2 separate regions of the Gossypium arboreum genome follow, and region 1 is linked to region 2. The links are chromatin contacts, called in public Hi-C maps. All regions are on one chromosome and are shown on one strand. The core of a region is the stretch at or near the end of the contact, and the rest is flanking DNA. Distances in the headings are between cores, read along the strand shown. Region 1 holds the start of LOC108466983 (helicase-like transcription factor CHR28). Region 2 holds the start of LOC108485746 (secretory carrier-associated membrane protein-like).

Region 1 (4,072 bases), core at 31-2,530, 550 kb before region 2:
TCAAATTTTCATTATATATATAAAAAACAGAAACTTAGAAAAATGTTTGTGCAAAGAAATTTTACCACTTTGAAGCTGGATGGATTCAAGATCTGAGTCCCCTTGAGACATATTTCTAAGCGATGGTTCTTCTGGATTACTCTGCAATTTAACAAAAGAAAGAATAACCTATCTAGTAAAAGAATAGAAAACGAGATTGAACTTTTACCGAGAAACAAGGGCTAACAAAAAGCCATGAAATATCAGTTCCACAATCTATAACCTCGAGTTTAAGAGTGAAAGTACGCAAAGTCAATTACAATTTATGAGATGAATTTGGGTTCCAGATTCACAAATTAAGCAAGGAAGTACTTGAGTTAAATAAATTCCAAAATAATCATAGTAGAATGCAATAGTTCCAAATAAAGTAAGTTTAATTTCATTCAATCTCAAACAAGCTATGAACTATGTTCTCAAAAAATCAGCTAAAATAAGCAACCATTGACTCATTTCCTAGGCTTTCCAATGAAGAGTACGTGATCTATACAACAAATTCCCTTTCAAAATTTCACAATTAAGGAGTAGGATTCCACTAAAATCTTCACACTCCACACCCTAAAAGTGGCGCCAAATTAAACCGCAAAAGAAAGTAACTACCTGCGGAGGATCAGAGTTCTCCTCAAGAATACGATTGATGCTGTCGAGATCGATGCACATACCATCCCCAACGAAATCATCAAACTTATAATCAGCCGAGAGATCGCCACTTGACAAGATTCCGAAGCTATCATTGCGGTTATCTTCCCCCATCATCAACATCAAACAAGAAGAAAGAAACCGAGAACCCTTACTTGCTTTTAGAAACCCTAAAAAAAAAGCAGTTGTGAAACCCAGCCGATTTACCGGACATAAAGAAACAAAGTATTGGATCCAATCAACACGAATCGCATCACTTCAACGAAGAAATTAGAGAGAAGTTTCCTCGACAGTTGGCGTTGGCGGTCTTAAAATTAGATGCGACTTTTTGTAAAGAAAAAACAAATGTAAGAGAATCGTGAAAGAATGCGGTGGCTCCTTTTTGGGATTAAATAAGGATTGGTTATTGTAGAAAGACTTTTGCGCAGACGAATTTTAGAGTTTCCCATTTATATAAAAAAAATTTATATATTATCTTAAATAAATAAATTGTCTCAATTTCTTCGGTAGGACGGAGGACGGCGCGGAGAAGACAATAAGAGGGGTGTCAATCAAGGATCCGACGTCGTATTGGACTCTCTTTTTTACTTTTTTTTATTTAGGATGATTTTATAGCGAAGTTGCGGAAGTCGGTGGAAGAGACACGCGAGTAAAACGCGCATGATTTGATTTTTGGCGCGTGATTTGTACAAGGATGACTATGGATGCCCAAAAAAAAAAACACCGTGAATTAGCGATTAGATTTGATTTTGGTTAGAAGATAATTTATACTTATCTGATTACAAAGATAGATATAAATCGTCTCAACAAACCATTTCATTTGATTTTCTCAGTGTTACAATTTAGTTTTGATTAAAGCATTGTAAAAAGAGCTTATTTGATATAAAAAGAAGATAAAATTATTCCCAATTAAATTTACCTAGGAATAACCGGAGATTTCGTGGGTGGATGTCGGGGAATTTACGTCGCTTCGGATGTGCTCTTTCTCTTACTTTTCATCAATTTCAGATTTACATAACAACGGGATTGTCCTCTACGTGAAAAACATGATGTGCTACATTAAAAACAATAACATTATGTTAAACGCATCATTAGGTATCATATCTTAAAATATCAATAATCATTGTTTCTTTTAATGTAAGTCAAATAAATGAAAAAGCTATGGAAACATAAGCTTTTTTCTTTCCTCGATATTCTTAGTAACTTGCTTCCTATTATTCTTTGTTTTTATGCAGGTCTTTTGTGGTGAAAACAGAACTGTAAGCCATTGTTGACTTCTTCCATTTTTTTTTTTTGAAGACAAGACAAAATAAAGTTGGAGCAACTTGTATTTTTAATAATAATTAATATTAAATAATTACCTTTTTATAAAAAACAAAAACATAGTTGGTAAGAGAGTTAGAGGAGTTCTACATGTGTGTTAATATACTCCTTAATTGTGTGTTAATAATTGCATTTTTTTCTTAAAATTGGATGTTTCACAATTATTATTTCTAAATGTGTTTTTTCTAAATATTAATATTTCATGCATGAATAATATATACATCACAATTGAATAAAGAGGTGATACATCGCTAAAATGAATTTTAATTAATTTAGCTTTAAAATTTTATGATGATGTGTCATTATTTCAGTAACCGATGATGCATAGAATTATACATTATCAGTGTATTAAATATTAACTATTATTCAAGATTAAGCAAACTTAACATTAATGGGTTTGAAGGTCCATGCGGATAATCTTTGAAGAAAACTCGACATCCATAAGTGCCAAGGTCCTACTTTTATACTAGAGATTCATCATGCAATATGATTCCCACCATTTAGGTTATGATGAGATAACCATACCCTAACCTCGACACTTACGGATATATCATGGGTATTTTCGAAGATTTCGTCAATAGTTTTGTACTTCAACTAATACGAACTTGACCTTAACCAGTTAGTTTAACCTCGATACATATCGATGTATCGTGTAAGTGTTTTTTTTTCTTTGTTTTAATGTTATTTGTGTTATTATTATTTTTTGAATATGTTATATACTATATTATTTTTATTGTTATGGTAGTAAATTAGTTCTTTATTGGATGATATTAAAAATTATTGAAATTGCTAGTATTGTTCCTAATATTAGTAATTTGATATTTTAAAGGCTTAAGTGGCAAAATGAGAAACTGATTTATCAACTTAGTCCATTATAATGGATTGGTTGTGATGGTTAATATAGACATCGTATTTCAATTAGCTCATCCTATTAACATGACATTTAAGGACAATGTAACATTGGAGAAAATGAAAATGAGGATTCATAGGAAAACTTGAGAATTTCTCTCTTTGGAAAAACCAATCAAAGAATTTCATTATATCCTTTCTCAAATCGTTTTATTTTGTTTGATATTTCGTAAGGATAAGTAATACATGGATATAGCAAAATAAAATATATAATATATATATTTTCTGCTTCTATTTCTGTTAAAACTAAAACTAATAAAATCCCCTCAAATGACTAACTATCGATATTGGAGTATCCCGTAGTAATGAATGTGCACGTGATTTGGGATAGAGTAATATTGTTTGTTCTATCTATGTAAGACAAAAAAAACTCCACCTCGGAACTTCTAATTGAGATATGAATACTCTACACCGGTTGCACAAAAAAATGGGTTTTGCACCAATGTAAGTAAAGCCCGAAAAAGGTTTTATAAGATTAAAAAGGTCCGTTAAGCGCCTCATGGATATGTCATAATAGATCCAAACACTTGCTCCGGATCGACTTCCAGATCATAATTGCTCTAGTGAATAAATAAAGAAAAAATAGATAGATAAAAAATAGATAGATAGATGAGAGATAGAAGAGAAAGAAACTAATTATAAGCGTCTCTCATAGGTTCACTAATTACTGACTGTTGGCGGGTCTCTTTGTATGTGTTGTCCGGAAAGATGGGGACTCAATGATTATTCGTTCACCGGAACCAGAAGTAAAAATTTTGCTAGATAGGGATCCCTTAAAAACTTCTTTTGAGGAATGGGCTAGGCCGGGCCATTTCTCAAGGACAATAGGTAATGGACCCGATACTACCACTTGGATCTGAAACCTACATGCCGATGCTCATGATTTTGATAACCATACCAATGATTTGGAGGAGATCTCTCGCAAAATATTTAGTGCCCATTTCGACCAACTCTCCATCATCTTTCTTTGGCTGAGCGACATGTATTTTCACGGTGCTCGTTTTTCCAATTATGAAGCCTGGCTCAACGATCCTACTCACATTGGACCTAGCGCCTAGGTGGTTTGGCAATAGTGGGCCAAGAAATCTTGAATGGTGATGTGAGTGGGGGTTTCCGAGGAATACAAATAACCTCTGTTTTTTTTTCAGATTTGGCGAGCATTTGG
Region 2 (4,112 bases), core at 154-2,653:
CCTCCAAAAGGCCAGCTACCTGCACAAGGAAATGGCAACAACCGCTTACATTCCTCGGCACCATTCCGCACGAGGCCAGCACAGCACAGCACAGCCATGCCACCGCAGCTCTATGAGGAGCTCATGCTCCTTCTCTCCTAGCTCCTATAGCAGCATCCAAAAATCAAGCAAAAAGAGGTTAGCTGCATTTTTATGAATTCAGAGCAAGAAAAACATTCTTTTTCAGCTTCCCTCAAGATTCAAAACCATCCGACTACACCCTTAACCCACCAAACCGCCCTTAGCACCTCACTAACCCAACTTCATCCCCAAACAACCAAGGCTCCCACCTCCATCACTATCTTCACCACTATCAACTCTCAACTAACCCCTAAACCAAACTTAAACCCTCTCCCACAAGCCTCCAACAACCATTCGGCCACTTCAACTTCACCATCCACAACCCGTTTAGTTAAATCGAAAAAAGGCAGAGAAAAAAACTCATCTTTATTGGACAGCGGTAGTCTCCCTCACGTTCAGGAGGTCCTGTTGCGGTTCCGCAGACGTCGGGCAGTTAAGGATAGCGAATCGACGGTAACCGATCGAGACTCCGACAGCGGTGACGGCGTTGAAATGGAGGCAATATTTCTTAAGGGAAACGGTTTTGTCGTGAAAGAGAAGAAGATAAAAAAGCTTTAGCTGAGACAGGTGGTCTCCTCCAAATGTCCCAAATTTGGGCTGATTTGTTAATGGACTTGGGCGGATATCCTCAAACGGGATTTCCAATAGGAAAATAAGAACTGTGAAGAACCTTCCAAGCCTTCCTTCCTTCTTAAAATATAAAATATATATATATATATATATTCACATTTAAAATCTAATAAAACTTAAATATAATAAAGATTATCAAAGAAAAAATCCAGCAAAAAAAAAGCTAAATCCTTAGATTTTTATGGATTTTATTATTAATTTTAGATTTATTTGAATGATAGATTTTTATTTGTCGAGTTTATAAATGAGTAATTTAAATAATTGATAAATATTTTATCTTTGAGATTGATTTACTATTATTAATTTGATATTTATAAATATATTTATACATTAAAATTTTTTAAAGAATATAGATCAATTTAAAATAGTATACTGAAACAAATCGATACCACAAAGCACAATAAAAAAACACCAAGAGACCAAAACAATGTTGATGGCGTTTTTAGTTTAAAGATAATCCTAACTTAATTTGGTTATTTAGGATTCGAATTTTGTGTGTAGAGGCGTACTGTTTATTTAGATGAAAGAAGATAAAGCATTTATCTTCCTATGAAATAACGTGCTTAGATGTTGTTGTTTACCAGGTCACTCTCCAATAGAAACACTGAACAAGCTATAAAACACTGAGTTTCTTCGATGAATCCGAAAGTTAAGACAAGAGTAGTTTATATATACCATGTTGCCGTCCTTCTCTTCTCGTCTCTCAAATTCCTTTTCGCCTTGGCTTCAACGCAATGGTACATCCCAACAAAGACAAACTTTGTAAATTCTTTCTCTCTCTATATAACACCACTTCTCCCTCGGTAAACAAAATGTCGTCTTCACATCCCAAGAACAAGAAAAGGAACCATGGCTGGTTACCGCGATAGGAACCCTTTTGACGAAGAAGAAGATCAAGTTAATCCTTTTTCCGTGAGTTTCATATCTCTCCATCCACTCTATATTTATAATTTATCCTATACACATATATATAGAATCTGTACGTAGTTTATGAGTTTGGATAATTGGTAAACATGCAGAACCCTTCACAATATTCGCACTCAAGGCTTCCAGCTCTTCCTCCTGAACCTGTCAGCTACAATTATGATCGCAATCCAGTCATTGAGATCAATCTTGATAATCCCACGGTAATTTCAAACCCACTTTTCTGGATGTTGTCCAACTCATCACATCAGCTTTTTTCTGACTATATGTATTATGATGCTTGAAATGTAGAATTTGAAGCAGAAAGAGAGAGAACTCCAGGCCAAGGAAGCTGAACTTAGAAGGAGGGAAGAGGTAATACATCTTTACAAACATGTTAAAAACTTGGCCAAATTATGTTTTTATTCCTTGTACTATCACTTCATAATTTTGCTTTAAATTGACTTTTTTTCCTTACTGTTATTACTTGTTAGTAAGAGAGATTAGTCCAAATCATGTTAATGCGTTAAAATGAAAAAGTAAGAATTGAATCCTATACTACTATCAAATCAGAATTTTAACTTCCCATGGATTCCACCGTACACTCAGTGTGAGATGTCAATCTTACCCACAAATAGCATCCTCCTTAGTCTTGTAGTTGTTAGGTGAAAGTAAGAGTTCAAATCCCATCAAGAGCAAATGTTGAGTTCTCCTTCACTCACCCCTCTAAACTCACTATTCCTTGAACTCCAGGCTCCAGCAGAGTCATTTTGAAACAAATTCGAGAGATAAAACTTAAGTATAAAATCAAACATAGACATTCCGGCTCGAACTTGTGGAAGAGATCTGTTAGCCGTCACCCTGGTGGACAATATTTCACAAAGTCTCTCCGAACGTTCAAAATCCCATCAACAACACTGTTTATTAATTATATAATGAAAAGTCAAAGCGTATACTATTCATAGTCACCATATTCATGTATGTATGTATATATCTTACGCAATGGCCTTTAGCAGTAGATGAATCATTGAATTGCCCTTGTTCGTAATTCTTACTCATTACCATCTTTCGCGGACATGCATTCATCAGGAAGTTAAAAGGAAAGAAGAAGCTCTAGCACGAGGTAATATTTGCCACTAAATTTTTTTGCAAATTTAATCTCTCTCTTCTGGGTATTTAAGCTTCTTCAAGTTCATTTTAGCAGGTTTGATGTTTTTATTCTTAAATTTGCAATGCAGCTTCTTGGTTTTAAAAATACATATATAAAATAATGATTGACCGTCACAAGGTTGATTTTGTTTTGGTTGTAGCTGGGGTGTTTCTGGATGTGAAAAATTGGCCACCGTTTTTCCCAATCATCCACCATGACATTGCAAATGACATACCTAATTATCTACATCGAATGCTATATGTAGCTTTCGCCACCTTCATAGGTATGTAAGCAAGCTGCTTGTCAAAATGCATAGCTAAGATTTTATTATTACAAACAAGATAGAATGATGAATGTTCATTTCATGCAGGGTTGATCCTATGCCTTTTCTGGAATATCATAGCTGTTTCCACAGCAAGCATCAAAGGGTCAGGTTGGATTAGAAATCCCGTTGCTACTCCTGGGTTTTCTTTCTTTTTCATTACAATCTTTAGATTCTGATGGTTGAATCTTAAAAACTATTACATTTAGGGGTAAGGATATGGTTCCTGGCTGTCATCTATTTCATTATAGGCGTACCAGGAGCTTATTTACTATGGTATCGTCCACTTTATCGAGCTTGCAGGTACTAATTAAAACCCTGTTCTTCCCTCATTTTTTTAACAACGTTCTTCATTCTGTTTAATGAATTATCTTTCTTTATAATCATGTTGCAGGAAAGACAGTGCGTTTAAGTTCGGATGGTTTTTCATGTTTTATGTGGTAATGTATTGTTTTGTGCATCTGGTTAACCCTTGCCAGATTCCCACAGCTAGCAATTTTATACAATTTTTGTTGTCTGGTTGCAGATACATATCGGCTTCTGCATTTATGGTTCGGTTGCTCCGCCTATAATTTATGATGGGTTATCTTTCTCGTAAGTTTCTGGACACATATCCATGTCTGACACTGGCATAACTGGTTGGATTTGATAGTAAAATCTCTTTTAGTTTTTGGTCCAAAACTGATGCAATTCATTTTCCAGTTTTCCCTACTCCTGATCATGACTTAATGTACTGTTATGGGGTGGTGCAGGGGATTCGTGAGTGCGTTGCGTACTATGAGCGACAATGCTTTAGTAGGGGTAAAATTAAGGATCATTTCTTCTCTTGAATTGTTTGATATGAAAGGGTAAATAACTATAATTAAAACATTTGTCTTTTTATTCGCAGATCTTCTACTTCGTAGGATTTGGGTTATTCTGTGTTGAGTCACTGTTAAGCATCTGGGTCATTCAGGTATATCATCAAACATCTTGAGTTCATTCCAC

Evidence for each region. Hi-C and Micro-C count contacts between places; a contact is called where the count stands out from the background.
Region 1: a Hi-C map of leaf shows a contact between it and region 2, with 5 times the contacts expected there. The contact joins the promoter of LOC108466983 here to the promoter of LOC108485746 in region 2. A contact is called at or near these places in 2 of 5 Hi-C or Micro-C datasets (both in leaf).

Annotation. Positions count from the first base shown.
Region 1 is chr6:42,938,678-42,942,749 of ASM2569848v2, reverse strand. It overlaps LOC108466983 (helicase-like transcription factor CHR28), which reads right to left and starts at 1,280. Exons shown (of 12, transcript XM_017767416.2): 1 at 637-1,280; 2 at 66-141. The coding sequence starts at 798.
Region 2 is chr6:42,391,492-42,395,603 of ASM2569848v2, reverse strand. It overlaps LOC108485746 (secretory carrier-associated membrane protein-like), which reads left to right and starts at 1,403. Exons shown (of 12, transcript XM_017789590.2): 1 at 1,403-1,662; 2 at 1,770-1,877; 3 at 1,966-2,028; 4 at 2,743-2,776; 5 at 2,964-3,086; 6 at 3,174-3,236; 7 at 3,335-3,428; 8 at 3,520-3,565; 9 at 3,652-3,719; 10 at 3,878-3,926; 11 at 4,015-4,080. The coding sequence starts at 1,600.